Regions from separate parts of the Mus musculus genome. Here region 2 is linked to region 1. Evidence: chromatin contacts called from public Hi-C data. All regions are on one chromosome and are shown on one strand. Each heading gives the region's core, a stretch centred on a gene start, on an enhancer-like site or on the middle of the called end of the contact. The rest is flanking DNA. Distances are from core to core; before and after follow the strand shown. Region 1 overlaps Pde3a (phosphodiesterase 3A, cGMP inhibited). Region 2 overlaps Pde3a (phosphodiesterase 3A, cGMP inhibited).

Region 1 (6,739 bases), core at 1,100-3,599:
GTGTGTATGTGTGTGCATGCATGCATGAATATATATATGTATATATTACACACGCATATGTGTTTGTGTGGGTGTGTCTGTGTGTGTGTGTGTGTGTATGTGTGTGTATTTGTGTGTGTTGAGACAGACTCTTTTCCCTGTATTCCACCAGGTGAACTTGGAGCTCTTGATCCTCTTTCTTGGCCGCTCCTTTGCTTGGATGACAAGTCTGAACGACCACATCCAGGTCTAATCATAACTGTCTTTATATTTTTTGCAGTCTGTAAGGCTTCCTTAGGAATTGCTTGTTTCTGGCTGGCTGGTTGCATTTCCCGTAAGTGTAGAGGATTTGGTGACAGGAAGTATTATCACCTTGCTTGTATCCAGTTGTTTCTTATACATTGTGGGAAAACACCATAACCCAAACTACATTATTTGAATTATTTTCATTATTTTTCTTAAAGATGTATTCATTTTTATCTATGTCTATGTTCTGAGTTTCTGTCACATATACTTCTAAGCCAAGAGCCATTTATCCATCAAAACCAAGAGATGAAAAAAACAAACAAACAAAAAACAATATTAAGTAATGGCGCCACCTTAAGGAAGAAGTTAGGTAAAGCACGATGAGTCCTTACTGAGCACCTACTACCAAAGCCCCGGAGAGGAAGGGATTATGAGAGAGAAAGTCAATGTATGTTTAGTTTTGGCTGGCAGACTATGTTTCCTTTTTGAATCTCACTGAAGCTTCAAATCCCAGCTTGTGTGTTCAAGGTCAGGCTGTCTGTTTTTGTGACATTCAGGCAGCCCCCTCAATGCAGCATCTGCTATGTTTTGTTGTATGTTCGTAGGCTTGAACTCTGATGTGCTCCCCCTAAATGTTTTTATATTTTATTTGTGTGTTTTTCCCAAGTAACCTTCTTCTGAGTTCACAGTTTTATGTGAACCGTAGTTAAACTCCCTTTTCCATGACTTGTAGCCTATGGTATTTAACTGTTTGCTGGGATAGCCTTCCCAAGTAAACATAAGAGGACAAGGGTATTCTCGAAGAGCAGTGCCCTCGGAGAGGCTTCTCCAAGGTGACTCTGCTGCTTGCTCGTGAGGGTTTAGATATTTAAACACAGGGCTTAGCACACTGCCTCATTGTCTTCCAAAGGTCATTAAAACACTCGACCCTTGGCAAAGAAGAAGCTTTAAAATTTTTGAAGGCAGTGTAACCTTTTACAACCTCGTCCACCAGTGTCTTCAAAACAGAGGAGAGGAGAATCACATTGGTTAGCATTGCAGCTGGGCAATACTGACCCTACAATTTAAAAACCAACCATTGCATGCGGTTTGAGACAAACAGAAATCTGGGGCTGTAGTTTTTCTGACTTAATAGAACATGAATCCTTTTTGTACATGTTCCTTTAATCGGTTTTCATTTTTAAGGCAACCCACTAGGTTTGTCTGTTTTTGAAAATTTTTACAATTTTACTTTGTGTGTGTGTGTGTGCATGTGTGTATGTATGTATGACAGAAGACATCTTTACAGACTGTCCTCCACCATGTGCTTCATATATATATATATGTGTGTGTGTGTGCATTTGTGAATGTATGTGGGTCTGTGTATATATATATGTGTGTGTTTGTGTTTGTATGTGTGTGTATATATATGTATTTTTGTGTTCATGTTTATGTGTATGTTTGTGTGTGTATGTGTGTGTGTATTAGTATGAGTGTGTGTTGTGCATATGAGCGTGTGTATGAGTGTTTGTGTGTATCTGTGTGTATGAACATGTGTGTATCTGTTTGTGTGTCTGTGTGTATATGTGTGTCTTTGGGTATGTGTGTATGTATGCATGTATGTATGTTTATGTGTCTGTCTGTGTGTATGTATATATTTGTATATGTGTGTCTGTGTTTGTGTGTGTACTTGTGCATATGTATGTATGTGTGTATCTGTGTTCCTATGTGTGTGTGAGTGTACTTGTGTATGGAGCTGGAGTTATCCTTGCCGTTATCTTTGTTGTTCCCCAGTCTCCCCAGTTTGGCTTGGTCCACTGTCCACTGAGCCCCAGAGGCATGTGTCTCCCACATCCAGCTCTGGGATTACAAATGTATGCTGCTTCCATCTATCGTTCTGAAGGGTAAACTCAAGTCCTCAGACACTGTGGCTAGTACAGCAGTCAAGACAGGCCTGCCACTCCTCATGTCTTTCTCTATTTCTCTGTGATCATTTTCAAGTCTGTGGGTCCCGTAGCGGTTCACACTAACGCTGGGGCCCACGCCATGGTTCTCATGAGAACTCAGAGAGCACAGCCATGTGGAGTGTTAGGCCTGTTAGCTGAGTCAGAGACACAGCTGCAAGCATTCAGAAAACACTTGCAGATGTCACTTGTGGATCAGAGACTGTTGGATGGCTTAGCGTTGTGCTCTAGACAGTGTGGATAAGCGTGGGCATGGCCCCATCAACCAGACCTGCCATCTTGGTTTTTTTTTCCCCCCCCAGGAAATCAGACCCAGGGTAAGGTAATAAAACAAGCTCCCAAAGGCTGCTCTTACAGCCATAAAAGCACCAGGAGCCAACAGTGTCAAAGCTTGAAGGATGATAACTCCTGTTTTTATTTCTTTCTTTGTTTCTCCAAACAGAAAGTGGTTACGCATTTCTAGGAAGACACCAGGCAAACGCCTTTGGTAAAAGGCAGATATCGATTGCTTTAGAAACGGATCGGAGTGTTCAGCTTTAGCACAAAGTTTGAACTCTGGGTTTGAAAAGAAGAACTTTTATATTTTTGGTTGTGAGCCTAGCCTTTAACGGCTGAGCCAGTGCCTGGCAAACACAGAAGTGGATGCTCACAGTCAGCTATTGGATGGATCACAGGGCCCCCAGTGGAGGAGCTAGAGAAAGTACCCAAGGGGCTGAAGGGATCTGCAACCCTATAGGTGGAACAACACTATGAACTAACCAGTACCCCCTGAGCTCGTGTCTCTAGCTGCATATGTATCAGAAGATGGCCTAGTCGGCCATCATTGGGAAGAGAAGCCCCTTGGTCTTGCAAACTTTATATGCCCCAGTACAGGGGAACACCAGGGCCAAGAAGTGGGAGTGGGCAGGTAAGGGAGCAGGGCCAGGGGAGGGTATAGGTGACTTTCGGGATAGCATTTGAAATGTAAATGAAGAAAATACCTAATAAAAAATTGGAAAAAAAATAAAATAAAAGGAGTAAGAAACAAAAGAAAAAAGAAAAGAAGAACTTGAATTGAATATATTATTCAAATATGAATACGTCTTCAGTTTTACGTTTGTTTTCCAGGGGCCCAAGCATGAGATAGACTACTTGATATTGTATAAGAAAAGCAATAAAGGACAACACAATTGTCAGCTGATATTGTCCATCCTGTGTAATGCTGGCTTCTTCCACGCATGCTCTTAGGGCATTCCTTGCAGTCACTTCCAGAACCTCATAGAGTTTGGGAAGTACTAGAAGCTAGCAGGAAACTGGCAGAGCATGTGCAGTGTGCAGCTTTCCTACACACGGGTGTTCAGTCGTCTTCAGTCGTCTTCCCATGTCTAAGTACTCACAATAGCAAATGCAGACAGCTCTTGGGCATGCAGGGACATGGTGTTCTGTGAGTGCTTTATTCACCAAAATTGTCATGGCTTGAAGCGTATCCGGCTTCAAGTTAGTTGTTCTTCAGTCTCTCTCTCTTTTTTATTCCTTTTTAAAAAATGGATATTTTCTTTATTTATGTTTCAAATATTATCCCATTTCCTGGTTCTTCAGTCTCTTGAGTTTCCTGCCAATGTATGGCTCACCCAAATACCATATGCCATGCAAGGAATGCTCCATACAGCTTCCCCTAATGGTCACAGTGAGCATTGCATCTATGGGCAATGGTCTGTCCTAACAGCCTAAGTGCCTCGCTTGCATTGAAAACGTAGTTTACCATGTGGTAGGTAACCAGCCTGGCACACATCACCCTTGCATTTATTTACTCCTTATTTACAAAAAGAACAAATTGTCTGAAGCAAGTAGGATAGGTTAAAGGATTTGGAAAGGATGGCGAGCTGAGTGTGGGGCTCCTCCATGACATCAGCTGAGGTCTCTGTGTTGATAGAACAAGCTTTCTCATTATCCTTGTCAGAATGCCCAGAGACGGCTTTAAATATATAATGCCGCAGAGGCCATTTAGAATATGCTGTGCATCCAATGTTCAGTGAAGAAAGAAAGGAAAAAAAGACTGGGACACTTTCCTACTGGAGGTAAGTCATGTACTGAGTTCTTCTTGGGTTTGTCTGCCTTCTCTGAACACAAGATTTCTTACCCCTGCCCACACACACCAGCCTCAGTAAAGGCATCTTTACTGAGTATTCCATAAAAACCTTAATGGAAGACAAATCTCAGTGTTCTTTTTTTGTACCTCCGGACTCTTCTTCCAGGGAGAAAAGAACACCCATTTCTTGGTACATGCTCTTGTATATGTAGAGGCTGGAGGTGACTGCTAAGTGCTTCTCTAAATTGCTACCACTCTCTTTTATTACTGTTTCGTTCTTTTGAGACAGGGTCTCTCATTGGACCTGGATTTTTCTGATTCACCTATACTATCCAGCAACTGAGCTCCAGGAGCTGTGCTGGGATTATATCTGTGTACCATCAGGAGTAACTTTTTAGTGTGGATGCTGGGTGTCTGGACTGGGGCTCTTGTGCTGTTAGAACAAGCACTTCACCCACTGATCCATCCTCCTAGTCTCTACATGTCAATTTTTGCACATAGCTTCTCCATAAAAGGCTTATAAGGTGTTTTGGTGTTCAGTGAGATGGCCTTCTGTCTTGTACGTACAGACACACACACACTGGCACACACACACAGAGCCTGGGTTTGGAGATGTACATGTTTAATCCCAACACTGGGAATGCTAAGGGAGGAAGATAACTGTGAGATGGAGGCTAGCCTGGCCTACATAATAAGTTCCAGGTCAACTTGAACTACAAAGTAAGACTATTGCTCAAAACAAAAAACAAACAAACAAGCAAACAAAGTCATACAACAAATAAAAATAAACAGATGAGCAAACTCTGTTCCCTTGTGTGAAATCTTTAGAATTCTCAATTCTTTTCTGACTCTGCAATGCCTTCTAGTAGAATCTAGGCTTGACTTTTCTTTTCTTTTTTTTTTCTTTTTGTTTTTTTGTTTTTGTTTTTTTTTTCTGTTTGTTTGTTTTGTTTTTGTTTTTTCAAGACAGGGTTTCTCTGTATAGCCCTGGCTGTCCTTGAACTCAATTTGTAGACCAGGCTGTCCTCGAACTCAGAAATCTGCCTGCCTCTGCCTCCCAAATGCTAGGATTAAAGGTGTGCGCCACCATGCCTGGCTCCTAGGCTTTGCCTTTCAACACACAGTATTGCAAAGATTTCTCTGGGAAGTAGAAAAGATGGATGATGTGAATGTCATTCATTTGTTGATGGACTCTATTCTAGGATAGAATCACAAAACTTGCCTCTGATTGCTGGCTCCTGTTGGTGAGCTCTGGTTAAGTCACCTGGCTTAGTGACCCATTATTCTCTGCTTTTGCAAATGCTGCTTCATGGGTCAGTCATTATGAGGACACACTGGAAGTGTCGCATGCTTTCATCTTGTGATAGGGGTCCTGAGCTGGCCATTGGGTGGGGTGTAAGGGGTTGGGTCTGAAACACCAGGGTGGCATAGTCATTCTTCCTACCTTACAGAAAAGCATAGTCAACAGAGTTAAATAAGTGAACCTCAGCTTTGTTCTTCCTGCTTGCCTTTCACCCCTGTGGTCTCTGCTTTTCCTTAACTTCAGTGGTCACAAGTGTGATTTTTCTTCAGGGAGAAGTTGTTGTTCTCTGTGGTAGATTGATTGAAAATGACCCCTAAAGGCTCATATATTTGAACGCTTCATCCCCAGTTGGTGGAACTGTTTGGGGAGGATCAGGAGGTGTGGCTTTGTTGGAGGAGGCGTGTTACTGGGGGTGGGTTTTTAGATTTCAAAATCCTTTACAGTCTCAGTTTGTCTCTCTGTCTCTCTGTCTGTCTCTGTCTCTGTCTCTCTCCTGCATGCTTTATGGCTCAGCTCAGGGTATAGCCCTCAGCTACTGCTCCAGTGCCATGCCTGCTACCATGCTTCCCACCATGATGATAATAGACAAACCTGAAACTGCAAGCCAGCCTCAAATTAAATGCTTGCTCTTGGTGTCTCTCTACAGCAACAAAACAGTAACTAAGGCATTCCGATGTAACATCCCATAGGTAAGGATGGACACAGTCTGGCTACTCATAGTGTGGCCGGTCCACAGGTCCTCACATAGCTTGCCAGCCCCAAGTCACCATCCAGATGACTGTTAACAAGAATCTGCATTTTAACACAATCCACCTGTGACAGCAGGCATGGTTTTCCTGATGCCCAGGTGACAGACTTCTAAGACTGTCTTGGTCTTTGGAAAGAAAAATAAAATTCTCTTTGAAGCTTAGATGAACACCGTTGAGAGTACTTGCTCAATGTTTCAACCCTACCTGGGGAAATGGGAGTGAGAAGTGTTATTGCAAACACGTGCTGTTTCTGTTCCCAGAAACATTCTAGGGTGAAAGATTCATATTCTTCCATAGCCCAGGACTATGCAAAACGTTGGGTTTTGCCACTAAGTCTTTTCTGGCATGTGGATCAGCCTTCTACTGAAGTAACAGGCCACAGGTCAGCTGTAGGGCCTGAGATTAAAATGGGAGCTACTGAGAGGAATTGGGAATTTACTTGATGGCATGT
Region 2 (6,739 bases), core at 1,202-3,701, 70 kb after region 1:
GACTTCTAGAATGATCCTGGTGTCATTTCTTTATAAAAGCCAGGGGAGAGATTCCAAGCTCTCTTGAGCCTTTTTTTTTTAATGTCATCTTTCATTTCCTTGACATGTACCTCTAATACTATCTTTTCAAAAATGTCCTGTTGAGGAAGAATAGAAATTGTGCCTTAAACAGGGACCCCATAATGTCAGAATTGTCATTCCATAGCAGCATGAGTTCCTGTCTGTATGACTTGCCACTTACGGGTTTTGGCTCTTATTCTGTGTAACATTAGTGTTCTCTGCATGTAGACTGAGTGAAAATCTTGCATTATACAGCTTCCTCTTGCTGCAAAACACGAGACGATCAACAAAAGAGAAGTGTTCTTTGGGTCATGGGCCTCAGGGTTGTAGTCCATGGCTGCTTGCTCTCTTCCTATGCCCTGGGATTTCACAGAGCATCATGGTAGGAGATTGTGGTGGAAAAGTCCTGTTCACTGCATAGTGGACAGGAAGCAAAGAGACCAAAAGGAACTGGAACACTGATGTGTTCTTCATTAGCACATTCCTGAAGCCCCAGCCGGTGCTCCTGGTAGACCCACCTTTGGATGAGATTAAACCTTCTCCCAATAGCATCACAGGCCCAGGCCACTCCAGTTGCACACTAGAGGACAGGGTAGTATAGACATGATAAACTTCACTGCCTTGCAAGCTAGTGTATGCATACCACCCTAACACACAGAAGGCTGAGAGTTGCCTCTATGGTTCGACTATTTCAGGGAAAAAATTACCCACTTTACAAAATATTTCTATGCTTTTCTTGGAAGGTGTTATTAGATTCTTGGCTGGGTGTTCTCACATGTGCTGCGAGGAGTATGCTAGGAGTCTCTCGGTTGCAGGGGAGGGAGAGAAGATTTGGCAAGACCAGGAGAATATAAAACAAGAGTAAAGAAGCATAGCTTTGTTTGTTGGTGCAGTCAACTGTAGAAGAGCAACCCTTCTGTCTCTGAAGATGAAAAAGCACTGAAACAGACTCAGGGTCTCTGTTCGTGGTAGAAGAAACCTTGGATGCTGGCATCAATTTAGAACAAAGATAATTACTAATAAAAACGTGAAACAATCATAGCTAACTTTCCTTTCTCCTCTCAACTGGTACAAAAATAATTCCTTGGCATTTCTGTAAGGATGGAGACATTGCAATGTAGTCAACATGTGCAGTTTCGAGCTTCTTATACTTTGGCTTATGCCCGTAGCAGGAATCTTCACCTCTTATGTCCTGGGCCTCTCCCATCTTCCTCTGGCTGCAAGGTCTCTGTGAGCAACTCTGTTGGGTCTCATCTAGAGGCTTTGAGGCTTTCTTTGACCAGCCAGTATTCTTTCTTTCTTATTGAGATGGCTTTGTATTTTTCTTTTTACAAATTACATTTATTTATTGAAAAGGTTCCTACATGTATACAAGGTGTTTTGATCTTAGTTGCTGTTCCCTACCGTCTCTGCCCAAATCCCTCTCTCCCACTAGGAATCACCATCCTTTTCCCCTCCTGTCTTGCCTACATTGAAATTTTCTGAAAGTTCATCTGTGCATAAGTTTCCATACTGTAACCAGGAACTTAAAAGTCACTGGAAAATTGGCATTCATATCAAATGAGTTTGTTGTGATGAAAGCAAGACAACAGAGGGAATTGAATAACGGCCTGTGTACCGAGCCTTCTGGACCTCTAAGCATCTGGAAGAACAGCCTAAGGCTCTGCAGATGATCTAAAACCCACTTAATAGGTTTATAATGAGGCATGTGGTTCTTGTGGGAGTAGAGGCGGCTCAGGAAACGCTATCGTCCACTCTGCTTTTGAAAACATTTAATGCCATTTACTGTAGCACTGTTCTTCAAGTGATTTCATGCTCAGCTTTACTGACTCGTATTTTATGTCAGCTTGAGTTTGTATTAATAGGACGAGATTCGGCACTGCTGCCTCTGAGGCTCTCCGCGAAGCCAGCCGCAGAGCTCTCGAGATGTACTCACATATTAATCTAACTAGGAAACATTTTCTTTGTGTTTTTACCAGGATGGATACGATGGCGGGTGCATAATTAAATACCAAACGTTTGCAAAGATGCATGTTTTACTGTTTTACCCTTTCTGATTAGATAGCCAGGAGGGTTAGCTGAGTGTTTCTAATCTTATATTTGCTGATAATGTTTACATAACCTCATGCTTGTCCCTGCCCTCTCTTTCCTTCTCTTAGTAATGAAAACATTGCTTCTGGCATTAGGCGGGGGCCAGATAAATAGAGGCTGTGAGCACTGTGCAGTATTCCTTTCCATCCCCGTCAGTCCTCCCCTCTCCAACTCTGCCTTTCTTGGCATCTTTCTGTTCTCTGTTTGTCAGAGTTCTCACTGTGACGTAAAGGCCTCGCAGAGAGTGACCCCCGAGGCAAACCTGTAAAACATTATACAACTCGAGTCAAGGCTCCTCTTAGCACTGCAGCTGGCCCAGCACTGACATATGGCAGCAAGCATATTTTAAAAAGAAGACATGGCTTGACAAAGAACATAGTCTCTTGCAGAAAGGTTTACGCTGGCACTCCTTGCTGTTTATAATACCCGATGCCAGGGGCAAGACTCCTTTCCTCCCATTATATCATTATTTTACTGTTTAAGCCCATCACTTCATATGGGAGATGGCTGACTAAAATGTAGAAGCAGACATTTTGTGTTTGTGTGTGTAACTTTAAAGTGAAAAAAGTCTACAGTCACAATATTTTTCAGATTCTACCCGGCCAGCTGGTGGTGTTCTGGCGTCTGATGGGAAGGGAGGGTGTCTGTGAGGACAGACCCATGCTCTAGAGCAGGACTTGAAAAATAGGACATACCTGAGCTATTCCCCCACACTTCAGAGCACCTCTGCTTCCACTCCATTCCTACCTTTGAAACCCAGCATCTGGCTTCATGGAGGATATGGGAGCGTTCTGTGGTTTGAATGGCACGGATAATGGTGGTGAATAGTGCACTATGGTGCACACTTATAGTGGCATTTGGGTTGTTGGCCCTGGATCAGTAGTGACTCCTTGGATCAGAGTCATAGTCAACCACACAGAAGATCTAGAAGCCAACCAGGATTAGTGAATTAGAATCCCATTTACTGCTATAGGGATTCTCTGTTTCCATTTAAACGACTCCTTCTTTTGTGATTGATGTTTTAGTGTTTGAGATGCCGATATGTCCGTTATCTTTCTGGGTCCTGCTGTATCTGTAGTAATTTAATAATGAGACATTGCTCGTTAAGGTACATTGATAGATACAAGCCAATTTACAACTGAGGCCACAGAGGAAGGAAAAGATATCTGACCTCCCTAAACTCATTTTTATGGTAGTGCAACCGGAGCTGGGATTTTAACATCCCACAAACTGATGCTAACAACACATTTGTGAACACTATGATAGAACAAACCGAGTGGAACCCGAGGTGTGCTTTTATAGAAGGAACTGCTGTGAACTCCACAGCTTTGGAATTGATCTGGCTGGGGTGAACAGGAGTGAAGAAATGACAGGCACCCATACAGAGCAGAAGGGATGGTGTGAGCTATGGACTGTGATGGAGACACAGCAGCAGCAGTCAGGAAACTCAGTGCATGTATCAGCTACAGCATCAGGGAGGAGGTGGGGTGAGACGTCTCTGAAGAGATGTGGTCTCAGGTTGTAGTCAACATCCTGGATGAGGAAGCTGCAGTTGATACTGCACACACTGCCTTTAGTGAAAGGTTAATTATTTGTCAGCATCTGTACTCTGAGGGGGGTAGGCATTGTCATTCTGAGCCTGACTCAGGGAAGGCCTGTCCATTTCCATGGGTCAGAGACATTGGTGTCCTTATCATGGCCATGTTCTTGTTAGTAATACACATTCATTCAAGACCTTTTAGCTCCCCACAAAGAACATACTATTCATGTACAATACACTATGTATAAACTACTGATTTTTTTTATTTTTGTTATGTGTATACACGATTGTTTATATGGAGGTAAGGACATATGTGAGTTCAGTATCTACAGACACCAGAAGAGAGTGTTGGTGTTTATGGAGGTAATCAGATTATAATAAATTCCATGTGGTATGCCCTTCTCCCACTTGATCAAATTAAAACTGGTATGTGTGAGTATACAGACAAATACACCAAGGGAAGCTGACACTTGAAAACAGAGGGAAGGTTCCAATGTATCCACTGAGTAAAGAAAAGCAGTGTTGAAGCAAAACACCAGCAGCTAGGGTGAGACAGGGAGGTTTCCAAAGGAATAAATTGTTGTGGAACAGTGGTATGGATAACTGCCCACCTAAGACACCTAGTCCATTGCCTAGGAGCTATCCATCTTTACATTACTGGTTGTGGCCTTTGGAGAACCATGAAGATTGTTGGTTGGCTGCAAGCATCCTTATTGTCAGCCCTGCACCCAGTTTGATTTGCACATTCAGGGCTTAGTGTCCAACTCTAAAAATTGCATCTTTTTATTCTTTCCTGATGAAATACCAGATACTACGATAAGTTGTTAAGAAAGTACCATTCTAGTATCATTGTTATTTTTCTTATTGTATTTATCTTTAGTACATGAACAGAGTGATTGATTCCAGCTTCTGGAATCGAAGAGTTTTGGGTGCAGACTCTTCCATAAATGAACACTTGACCATGAAGAGATAAGTCCCTTTTCCATTTCACACAGTTGACGAATAAAGTCTAATGTAGACTATGATTGTGTCTCATATTTGCTTAGTGTAGACACACAAGCTAAAGCTTATAATCTTTGCCACGATCTGTAGTCCTACAGGCACCTACACATGACCTTTGGACCCTCCCATGGTTACTTCCTTCAGACAAGGAAAGATATCTATCTATCTATCTATCTATCTATCTATCTATCTATCTATCTATCTATCTATCTATCTATCTATCTATCCTACATTCCATGAAATTCAGCATGGGCACCAAATTACAGTTTCAAGTATAGTGTTTAAAGTATTGGCTAGGAGGATGAGTTCATATTGGTGACTCTTTAACAGATTTATTTTTAAAATTTTATTGGTTATTTTATGTATTTACATTTCAAATGTTATCCCCTTCCCCATTTCTCCTCTGAACCCCCCCTATACCACCCCTCTCCCCCTGTTTCTAAGACAGTGCTCCCCCACCCACCCACCCACTCTCACCTCACCATCCTAGCATTCTCCTACATTGGCACATTGAGCCTTCACAGGACCAAGGGTTTCCCTACCCATTGATGCAAGATAAGGCCATCCTCTGCTACATATGCAGCTGGAGCCATGGGTCCCTCCATGTGTACTCTTTGGTTGTTGGTTTAGTCCCTGGGAGCTCTGCGGGGTCTGGTTGGTTGATATTGTTGTTCTACCCCTTCAACTCCTTCAGTCCTTCCCCTAACTCCTCCTTTGGGGTCCCTGTGCTCTGGCCAATAGTTGGCTGCAAGCATCCTCATTTAAAAATGAGCAGATTATAGTGCATTTGGCAAGCACATGACCTGCATTCAGTGTGAATACTACTGATGATGATATAAGAGAAGCATTTCTCCTGACTACTCTTTTGTTTTTTTAATGAACTTCTTTTTTTATGGAAACTGATAAAACTCAGCCCATAACAATACATTGAAGGCCGCATGTTATATTGAGGTAACTATAGGGATTGTGAGGAGTGAGCATTTGCAAATAAGCAACAATGACAGCATTAACAATAGATTAAAGTCAAGTTGCGTAACTGTTTTCTTGAGAGCACTTCTCTATAAATATTTTTAAAGTTTATGTCTCTGTGTATGTCATATGTATACCAGTGCATCATGGGCCTCATTTTTAAATGAGGATGCTTGCAGCCAACTATTGGCCAGAGCACATGGACCCCAAAGGAGGAGTTAGTGGAAGGACTGAAGGAGCTGAAGGGGTAGAACAACAATATCAATATGATGAAGTTACATCATAAAGTTACTGATGGTTGCGAACTTCCCAACATGGATGCTGAGATCTGACTCAGCTCTGTTGTAAAAGCAGAAAATACTCTTAAGCACTGAACCCTTTCCCAGCGTCTCTCATGTGTTCATGCTTTATTCCTGACCTTACATGTCATTTTGCTACACTTAAATAAGTAGCTTCTGAGGACAAGTGGGGTGAGTGACAGTTAGATTCACCATAGGATTCACATCCTATTGGATGTGCATGTAATAAGACCGTGTGGAAGTGTATAAATTGTGAGGAATATCTGCCTCCTTCAGAATACGCAAGCCCTTATTTGTCTTCTTTCAGTAAATAAAAGTCTAGCTCGGGGTATCTAGAAATGTCCACCCTTTCCTGTATGTATTGTTTTATATCATTTTTAGATCATTTATAAAGAAACGTGTTCTAAACAGTTCACTGGTATACTTTATTTGCTATGAGTGTTTTATCTTCCAAGCTACTCTACCTACAGTTCCTTTGTATAAGGACCGGTCTACATAAATGAAAGTGTGTGTGTGTGTATGCGTGCAGGTGCCCATGGAGACCAGAAGAGGACATCATATCTCCTAGAGCTCATGTTACAGGCAATCATGAGCTGCCTGATGTGAGTGCAGGGAACAGAATTGAGGTCCTCTGCAAGCACAGGTGCAATAACCACTGAACCATCCCTTAGCCTATTTCTACTTTAAAACACCATTTTAAATGGATTTCAGGTCCCTGTGGCATTGAGGAATAGATATTTTAAGAGGTATGTCACACTACTGTAATTTTTCAGCTACA

What was found. Hi-C and Micro-C count contacts between places; a contact is called where the count stands out from the background.
Region 2: a Hi-C map of uterus shows a contact between it and region 1, with 2.4 times the contacts expected there. The contact joins two enhancer-like sites. A contact is called at or near these places in 5 of 484 Hi-C or Micro-C datasets (embryonic stem cells, morula, muscle stem cells and 1 more) and 2 of 115 datasets of contacts at active chromatin or transcription factors (embryonic stem cells and heart atrium).

The regions. Positions count from the first base shown.
Region 1 is chr6:141,309,477-141,316,215 of GRCm38.p6, forward strand. All of the region lies in intron 1 of Pde3a (phosphodiesterase 3A, cGMP inhibited), which reads left to right. Among named protein-coding and RNA genes, the nearest start is that of Gm10400, 28 kb to the right of the region's middle. Within about 2 kb of position 2,350, at least 20 of the 459 cell types and tissues checked have an H3K27ac peak or open chromatin away from gene starts, as enhancers often do. A contact at or near this core is called in muscle stem cells and uterus, where this site is marked.
Region 2 is chr6:141,379,285-141,386,023 of GRCm38.p6, forward strand. All of the region lies in intron 1 of Pde3a (phosphodiesterase 3A, cGMP inhibited), which reads left to right. Among named protein-coding and RNA genes, the nearest start is that of Gm10400, 42 kb to the left of the region's middle. Within about 2 kb of position 2,452, at least 53 of the 459 cell types and tissues checked have an H3K27ac peak or open chromatin away from gene starts, as enhancers often do. A contact at or near this core is called in muscle stem cells and uterus, where this site is marked.